2 separate regions of the Drosophila melanogaster genome follow, and region 2 is linked to region 1. Evidence: chromatin contacts called from public Hi-C data. All regions are on one chromosome and are shown on one strand. The core of a region is the stretch at or near the end of the contact, and the rest is flanking DNA. Distances in the headings are between cores, read along the strand shown.

Region 1 (4,804 bases), core at 679-3,178:
CCTGGACCGGGGCCCCCGTGTACCGAAAATACGGATTCTTAAGGTCCAGGGTGTTGCTCGACGAAATCAGCGTGCCTTCGATGTGTAGGTCGATGGTCACGTCATACGACTGCCGCCGATTGGCCTCCAGTAAGACACGGCCGGTCAGCGTCTGGCCCTGCTTAATAAAGATGGGCATGGGCAGAAGGCAGCGAACCTGATACCAATGTGTCAGAGGCGCTGTGGGCGACGTTGAGAGCCACACATTCTGGCTGCTGCCGCTAAACTCCACATCAAACCAAAAGGCCAGCCCATGGCAGATGCCAGTTTGCAGAATGTGAAACTCCAGGGGGATGCCTGCGGAAAGTCAACAGTTGGCCATTGTCGCAAATCACTTTTTCGGGTACTTACTTATCAAATGCAGATCGTCCTCCTTATCGTTGAGAAAGTCGCACACGTGCCGCACCGACTTGGCCATGCATATGCGGATGTCGAAGGTGTCCACAATGGGCTGTCGGAAGTACTCCTTCATGCCCTCTTTGTGCAGCGTGGTAAGGTCAACGCCGTGGAACGCCGACTGGTACCAGAAGTTGGCCTTGTTATATTGTTCCGAGTAGAGCGATTCGTCCGAAAAGGGTGCTATGTGCAAGTCGCCGTGCGTGGGGTACATCTTTCCTTGCGGCTTGAGCCACTTTCTGGCATGCAGATAGGTCTCCAACATGCGCTCGTTGTACAGCATATAGCCCATAGGCTCTGATATGATAACGTCCACTTTCTCGGGCAGCTCGATCTCCTCGATCTTCCCCGGTATCACAGAGATCTTATGCTGCACATTGTTGGACTCAACCAGCTGCTGGGCGTACTGGGCCATGTTGGAAGCCTCAATGGCGTACACTTTGGCAGCTCCCGCCTGCACGGCAAAGAAGGAGAGAATGCCCGAGCCGGCGCCCACATCCAGGACGATCTTGTCCTGAAAATCCACAGCATTGCCTAGAATGGCCCGCTGATACGTGCTTGTCCTTACATAGTCCTGCATCATGTTCTGCTGCTGACTGAGGTAGCCGTAGAACTGGAAGTACTGCGAGGCGGACGACTCCTCAGTGCGCTGCGAGAACACGGACTTGGGTCTCAAGTGCTTCACGTTCTCCACCACTTTGCGGAAGAGCTGCTGGTCCTGCTCGCTGGCAAACCTCAGCACTAGATTGTCGGCGTCCAGGGAAACGGCATAACTCCTTCGTCCCATTTGGGCGGCATCCGTATCGGCGGCTATCATGTACTCCTTGAGCACGTGGCTCCGGTCGTCGTCTGGTGGAGAGATTGGCGATATAAGGAACGGGTTTTATGAAACATTCGATGTCCTCTTTTACCTGACACAACACGGAGGACGACACCCTGGGAATCGTAGCTGCAGAGCAGCGTGCAGCTTCCCTTGTATTTGTTGGTAAACTCTAGCTTCTGCTCGTCGGCAATCGAGCTGATTACCACGCCGCAAAATTGGCAATTGCTCAGCGGCGAAACGGAGGCGGCGGTGGCCAGTTTTCGGGCCTCCTCGGGTCGCAGGCTGGACATGTTGGCTGGCTTTTTGGAGGGTAAAGAGGCAAAGGAACAAAGCAGGACCACAAGCGTCTTTTTTCCCTTGTTAATTGACAATGTAGACCTCGCTATACACACGCACGCACGCACACACACAAACACTCTAGCACACGCACACACACAGATACGCAGATGCAGACAGACAGACGCGCAATTTTTTCTATCTGCAAAATTTTCCACCACACACAAAATGGCTGGTGACTCGGGCAGCTGGATTAATTGGCGCTGGGAACTATATAGTGCGCTGCTTTTCAACTCGGACGATTACTCAAAATCGATCGCTCTTGTTGATTTCGTATTGATTTCACACGGAACATGCGTTCTTTTTTGCAAAAAGTGCTAGAGCTGGAACAAATAGTTGAGGCTAGAGGTGGGACCAAGTCCGATGCTTTTCGATAGGATTATTACCGCGCACTACCTTAAGACTAAGCGATTTTTCAGTCTAGTGAGATTTACAAAAGAATTGTATGCAAGGAAGCTTGCATCAATCTCAATTTCATTTTGAAATATAATTGAAAAAAAATAGTGCGGGGAAAAGAAATGTAAAAAGAAATAATATAGTTTTTTAAGTGGATAGAATCAAGGTTCAGAACTCTGGAACACTTCTAGCAGGGCCTCGAACCTAATGTGGGTGGTCGGCTAGTTGGCAACGCTAGTACAAAAAAGCGGTCGCTTGAAATGGAGAGTAGGTACCTAAATGAGGTACCTTAATAAATATTGACCAAAGTTTAACAGCAATTTTTAGCATTCATTTTAAAATATTTTTCCTATTTGTTTGAATTGAATTAAATCGAATAAACAACGTTAGACAACTTAAGTTCGTTAATTTAAAAGCTATCAATCTGATTTGAAGTAATACCGAACCTAGGTACATAACTGAAGCAAACTTGCCATCACTGACACATCCTTCTAATCAATTTCGCTATTTTTCGGTGGCATTGCAGAAAGGACTCCCATCGCTCCGCGGATGATGACGGAAATGAGGAGGACTTCTACCTCGAGGATGCCGACGACGACGTCGAGCAGGTGAAGCCCACTCTGGCCTCCGAGCCGACTCTGAGTCACCGGGACATGGCGCGTCCGCCGCACGAGGATCCCGAGTACCAGAAGCAGATTGTTGGCAACTTCAAGTGGGTTCTCTTGGTGCACGATATAGATACATTTAATGACATTATCCTTTTTCGATTTTCCAGGCAAGGACGCGGCGGTAGCCACTATAACCATCTAGCGCAGTCGCACGGACGCACCATCAGTGGCAGCAACATCCCGAGCACCCACCAGCAGCAGCTGCAGAACAACAACACCAGCTGCATCCCCACTTCGCACCTAGCCCACCACAACTACACATGCCCGGCGGCGACGGCGACAGTGGGCAGCTACTCCTCCACGGGGACGGGGTCGGTGGCGGCCAGTTCATCAGCCTCGCCGATCGGCAAGCACGCTCGCTCGTCGTCCTCCCGTCCGACCCACTCGGTAGCGCCATATCCATCGCCGACGTACGTCCAGCAACAGCAGCACCACCAACACACGCACCACCACAATTACGCCGGCAGCAGCGGCAGCAGCAACAGCAGCAGCAGCAGCAGTCCAGTGATCCACAGCAATAGCAGTGCCAACAACATGCTGCAGCAGCTGTCGCAGCAGAACGTCACAGTGACGGCGCACCACAGCCAGCAGCAGCAGCAACTGCAGCAGCAGCAACACCACCAGCAGCAGCAGCAACACAGCCACCAACAGCAGCAGCAACATCTCCTGTCCAGTGTGACGATCACGCCCAATTTCCATCCGGCGCAGCAGCAGCACCACCACCAACCGATGCGCGGCCACCAGCAGCAGCATCCACAGACAACTGCCGGCAACATGGTTGCCCAAAACAACAGTAACAACCACAGCAACGGAAGCAATCCGCTGCAGCAGCAACAGCACATGGCGCAACAGGTAGCCGTCAAGCATACGCCCCATTCGCCCGGCAAGAGGACGCGTGGCGAGAACAAAAAGTGCCGCAAGGTGTACGGCATGGAGAAACGCGACCAGTGGTGCACCCAGTGCCGGTGGAAGAAGGCGTGCAGTCGCTTCGGCGACTGAAAGCGACAGAAGTCGTCGACGGAGGCGGCAAACCAGGCGTCGGCGCACCAGTCCAAGGCAGCAACAGCAGCATCATCAGCAGCATTATCATCATCAGCATCAGCAACAGCAACACCCAACCCAGAAGCAATATCAGCAACTCCCAGCCCGGCAGCAACATCCTCAACGTCCTCTAAAATGACCACCACAGTGGTGCGTTTGGCGGCCGAGGTGGCTGCCGGCAAGCAGCTACCCTCGTCGTTGACCATCAAAACCAACAAGCGCTACGGTGGCCCGGTGCAGCAGCAGCAACAACAACCGCATCCGTATGCGGTCACCGCCAACAGCAACACAATTAGCAATCGGCCGGTGCGTATACGCAGTGTGGCCACCTCGGTGATTGTGGCGCCCATTGCCTGCGCAGCAACGACGACGAACACCACTCCCAGCCACATGGAGGACACGGATGCTGACGAGGATGCTGACGAGGAGCTAGAGGAGATGGAGCAGGAGGATCAGGAGCAGGTGGATCCGGAGGCGCTCGAGGATCAGGAGGAGGCACAGGTGGCTGCTGCCAACGGCCTGCTGGCCTGGAGCCGAGCAGCCGCCAATCAGCAGCAGGCGCAGGCTGTGCTGATGCAGGGCTAAGTCCACCTGAGCCGCCACCGAGTGCACCGATAGCTTGCTGACTCCTGGATGGCTGTCGGTGGCAGCTGTTGCCACCCCGAGGACACAAAACGCAAAAATGCAAATGAAAAATGGTCTCTTCTTATTTACTCTGCATTGAATTGTGCACCTTAAACACGTAACGGTATCTCTTTTGTTGTTGTGCAGGTGTTTGCCAACTGCCGTGCAAATGTTGCTGACATTTGCGCCCGGGCAACATTTGCAATCTACAATAATCTAATTATTATTATTATAATTATTATTATTACTATTATTGCAGTGCGTAAATATACATATACATATACATATTTATTTCTAAAATGACTTTGTTAATTCTTATGTTAAAAAGCTGAAAAGCAGTTGGCAACTTTTTATATACACAAAATGCGAAAGCAACAAACAGTTAAAATACGTATGCCAGCTGTTTTTTCATAAAACATAACAAAAAAATGCAAAAGAAAAAATAGCAAAAACAAAAAAAATATTTAAAGCAAATATACAT
Region 2 (4,804 bases), core at 1,049-3,548, 39 kb after region 1:
CAAATTCGAAGCCGTTGCCTCGACTTTATTGAACCCGAGATTTTTTCTGTTGCACAAACCACAAAACAGTTCACTGTCTGATACAATTTGAGAGATGGAGAATTTTCATAGTACTCGAGGAAAGGGCAGCATGAGACGGGCGTCCAAGGACACATCGCCGGAGGGCATGTGTTCGCGTTGCTCCCCCGAGCTCACTCGGGGATACCTGATCCCCGTCATCATGGGCGGAGACCCGTCCAGTTGCTGTAGCTTGAGCATCAGGGTCGACATCTTGGGCAGAGAACCCTCGCAACTATATCCCGCCAGTATATCGGCTGCATACTGGTCTATATCCCGTCCCAGTTGCTCCACAACCGGCTGCACCACCGAATAATGGCCATTGAGGCTGCTAAAGAATCCATGTCGTGATCCTGCCTCCAGGACGTCGGTGACCACGGGACGGATGCGGTGCAGCGGCAGCCTGTAGACGTCGGCCACTCTTTCCGCCACCTCGTAACTGGTCGCCGGGCGACCCAGCACCTTCAACACTTCCAACACCAGAGCCCCATTCTGTCTGCCCAGATTAGTGGGAATCATTCTGAATTACGCGACTGGATGGCGACGCTGCGCCTCCCTTTCTACTACCTAGATTCTTGCTTTTGGTATTGAAAAAAAAATTAACAATGAATTTTTCAACGGCTTTGGTTTTGCCTCGCCAGGGAAAAGGGAAATCGAAATATTTTGGTCGATAGAGACAATGAATATGTAGTTTGATCGGAAGTTTGAAACACACTAAATACAATGGCAATGAATTTTGTGGTTGGAGATGAGACGAGGGGGTTACTAGGATCTACTGTTTGGATAAAGGTAAAATTTCTTGGGATCATCATGCTATTTCAAAAGATGTATCATCATATCATCCCCTTATTAAATCAGTTGTCAAATTGAACAATGGAATAAATAGAATAAATTTGTATGGTACTGAGCTCTTTAATAGAGAATAATAAGAAAGCTTTCTTTGTTTACGAGTTTTGGGAAACGGTATTGCAAAAAAAAAAAGGTTCCCTTTTTGCATAGATTTCATCCTTGACAAATTATTCTACACCAACCCACACACAAGGCAGGAAATCCCATATCCAATGCCGAAAGGCGGTTCCAATTTTTTGTTGTCTCATCGTCTATTAAAGTTTGGGACCCAAATGCGATTGGCGCCAACAAACTCATAAAAAAGAGCTGCCTCCATGCCCCCCAACCACGCCCACATTGCGGACAGGAAAGAGGCGGTGGGTCACGCAATTGGCGACAGCTCGACTGTCATCCGCTACCACTCTCTACACTGAGGGAAAAAATTAAGGGGACTTTTAAAATGGGGCATCTGATGGTACAAATTCTCAATTGATGTACCATATGCGATTTTTCATCACATCAAAAACTAAGCATATCTTTCGTTCCGTGTAGTTATCGGTATTTTTTCGCTCATTGTTTGTCCGGGTTAATCAAAAGCCTTGTGGGTCACATTGGGCACACACCACATTATGTCATTGCGCCAAAAGAAAGGGGGTGTTGTTGGGTGGTCGTATGAGATGAAATACGAAAATTAAAGTCGAAAGAAAATGAAAAGTTGAGCGCTTATCGATTTTTGTGTTGGCTGCTTTATCTACCAAAAGTCGCCACAACGCGAAGTTTGTTGGGGCAGGGAGGGAAATTAAAATCAGCCGAAACTTTAGGAATGGGTAGGGTATCAAAACAACCGGCGAGGGTGAACTGCAGCAGGTTTTTCTTTTCGCCAACTGGGGGTGAGATGAATGACTCATCTTCGAATACTATTCGAGGGTGGCCCGAAAATATCCCACCATATCTACAGCTTAATTACTCATAAATTCAGAAATAAAACCAAAATTGTGGACTTTGCGTAAACGAATGAATTCATAGTTTATAAAGTGTTGCACATGGCTGCCGTACAAGATCAAGGTTCCCGAGAACAAAATGAACCATTTCAGTTTGAAATGTTGAAATTTCTCTTTCGTTTCCTTGTGCAAACTTGGCCAATGGCCAGGAAATTTATAACAAATATTCGAAACACCAACATCATCTCGTAGTCCCATTCATAAACAAAATAATTAATTTTGTTCAAATTTTTGTTATTTCTTCCGCAGTTTGTTTTTGTCCATATCATATGCTCACCTGATGCAATGCAATTGACACGTTTGTCCGAATTATCACAATATTTATCGCTTATATCACAATTTTTTGTGTTTATTTATTTAATTTTTTATTCGGAACGATTCGTTGCGAGATGCAGAGCCACTTGATCGGTAATGAAGCTACGCCACTGCCTGGGATCATTTTTAAGGCATTTCTGTAACAACAGATGACAAAGATACAATGAGTCCGGCCAGGTACACAAAAGCCAGGAACATTCAAACCACCCCCACAATGTGAGAAGTTCGTCGCACACTTTTGATATACACAAAACATCATAAAGGCAGCTCTAATTATAGATTTATAGATACTGTATCTACATGCAAGTTTTGTTTATTATCACTCATCGATAAGAAAGCTCATTCTTGGGCACTTTCTAATAACAAAACCAAGAAGAAGAATGCTTTCCGACTTGGGCATGAAAGTCACGTAATTTGAATATATCTTTCTTATTTTATTCGTTCGCCTTTATGTGACAATTGTAAATAGAAATATGTCACTGAAACGTGAAGAGTTTTCAGAAGTTATGGAAATTATTTTCTATAGTAACCGAATGGAAAATTTCGATTGGTGCTGCATTTTATATTTTGAACTGATAAACGTCTTAATTTCAAATCGATCTGCTTAGCACCTAGGCGCTTCAGAACTCTTGCCGAATGAATACAGCTGGGGCATAAAAAAATATGCAAATAGACAGCCGCTTGATTGATTTGCGTTCGTTGTTTTCTAATTTTGGTTCCTATGCCAATTGATCGACAGCCTCGCAGACGAGCGAAAATTGTTGAAATTGCAGCAAATTGATTTATGAACACCAAACCAAGCAGACATTTGAGCAACACGAACCACAATGCGGAAGCGCCATCGAATTTTTACTTTGGGGATTAGGGGCACTCACTGCTGGCGGGAAAAAAAAAATATAAAATTAAATAAAGAAATCATTCGGCCAAGTGTGACAATTAAAAGACGCGCCTGTGGCGCTTTTCTATACCTTTTGGCTGGTTTTCACAATTACAACAAGATGTGACAAGTGTAGAAACAATGAAAATAGATTTGATTGAATAAATCTTGTCGGCAACTTTTTGGTTGGCAGCCAAAACTTAAAATTGCGGCATTGTTATAAATTTGTTACCGTATTTTATTTGGCACTAACGGACGTGGCTAAATAAATTACGTTTAATTAGTGGGATATGGTCAAAGCGCTGACAGAGCAGCTTAACTCACGATATTGCAATTAAGTATCGAATATATCGGGACACCCTGTGACCATATTTCACTTTCGCAATTCTCTAGTTCGATTAAACGCTACGAACTTTGTGTGCTGCAAGAGACAAGTAATTTTGTCTATCCTTTGGCAAAGAGTTTAACGCACAGTGCTGCAGCATCAAGTGTAATCCGAGGCAGAAAGATATTCGAATAGACAGCAGCATTCGTTTAAACATTTTTCGCTATTCTTAGCCAAACAAAATTGGGTCAGCAAACGATGCGGTTGGCCAACTCGCAGCCACGAGCCAAACATTTGCCCATCATCGCGATTGAAGGAGATGCGGGGAAAATCTGCGAGGCGCCTTCAACTTTTTCGCACAAACATATAAATAAATTTATACATACATATACAAATAGCGAATTAATTGATTCTGAGTGTTTACTCCTCGATTTCGGTTCGTTTTTTGCTCCCTAAGCAAGCAAAATCTCTTGTAAAACGATTTTAAATGGAAAATCAATTTTATGACTTCAAATGACATCATCGCTGGAGGGAAAAAAGAAGGAGAAAGTAGGTGGTTGTTCTCCAATTCAATATCCTTGCGGCAGAGCAGCTTCCTTTTGTGGATAATCCTTTTGAAACATTCCGTTGACATCATTCGCAGTGGTGACTTTTTATAACCATTGTTCGTTTTAAGAGAATATGTTGCAGAATGGTATGGATGTTAGCCAACTATAGCTGGCAAAGTTACAGGCCGATTGTATAAATAATATAAAGAAATGGCACATTTTCGTCCGTGGGCCTTACTTCCTGCATACTGCAGGCCATGTTAAATTTAATAAAATATATATGCCGCCTGCACAGGAAAAAAAGAGAAGAAACTAAAGTAGGCGTGCCACGCCCCACGCCCCACTCCTCAATCCGCCCTCTCACTCCGCTCCAGTTGCTCCGTTACAACTGGGATTGGGGTCACGCCCGGACAAAGTTCTCCTCGTGGAGAAACAAATTTAATAAACAACAAAATGTGCAAAAAATTTACATAAATATTCTAGTTTTTTTTTTTTTTTTGCGTGGTTTAATTGCACACTCAACTTACTTGTCTCAGTCGCTGTCGATGTCGTGTGGGCCTGTCATATATGCAGCATTAACTGGAAGCAAAGGAAATATATGATATATATTTAGAACGAGTCGAGTTCAAATGCATTTCGCATAGCATAGGGTTAAATTTATTGTCTACAATTATGCCACCAACTGGATTGACATTTCAATGTTGAGGCCAATTAAAGATATCGGGGCCTTCATTATAATCATGTGGGCTGTGCGAATATTTCAGAAAGCATCCAGTGCCAACAACAACTGAAAACCAATTTATAAATGTCTTTGGGCTTATGATGGATTTCAGATTGTGTCTGTGAGTCGCGT

The links. A called contact is a pair of places that touch in the nucleus more often than the background predicts.
Region 2: a Hi-C map of the Kc167 cell line shows a contact between it and region 1, with 2.2 times the contacts expected there. A contact is called at or near these places in 23 of 107 Hi-C or Micro-C datasets (the Clone 8 cell line, the D17-c3 cell line, the Kc167 cell line and 11 more).

What each region holds. Positions count from the first base shown.
Region 1 is chr3R:9,984,132-9,988,935 of dm6, forward strand. Art4 (Arginine methyltransferase 4) reads right to left here and starts at 1,929. Exons shown (of 4, transcript NM_001275516.1): 1 at 1,347-1,929; 2 at 391-1,284; 3 at 1-336. The coding sequence starts at 1,548. It overlaps Glut4EF (Glucose transporter 4 enhancer factor), which reads left to right. Exons shown (of 7, transcript NM_001275515.1): 6 at 2,517-2,702; 7 at 2,766-4,804. The coding sequence ends at 3,657. CG46467 reads left to right here. Exons shown (of 7, transcript NM_001382173.1): 6 at 2,517-2,702; 7 at 2,766-4,745.
Region 2 is chr3R:10,022,852-10,027,655 of dm6, forward strand. It overlaps CG31407, which reads right to left and starts at 2,299. Exons shown (of 2, transcript NM_001300336.1): 1 at 2,164-2,299; 2 at 1-635. The coding sequence starts at 576. The coding sequence ends at 106. It overlaps Mical (Molecule interacting with CasL), which reads right to left. Exons shown (of 24, transcript NM_176447.2): 4 at 4,479-4,530.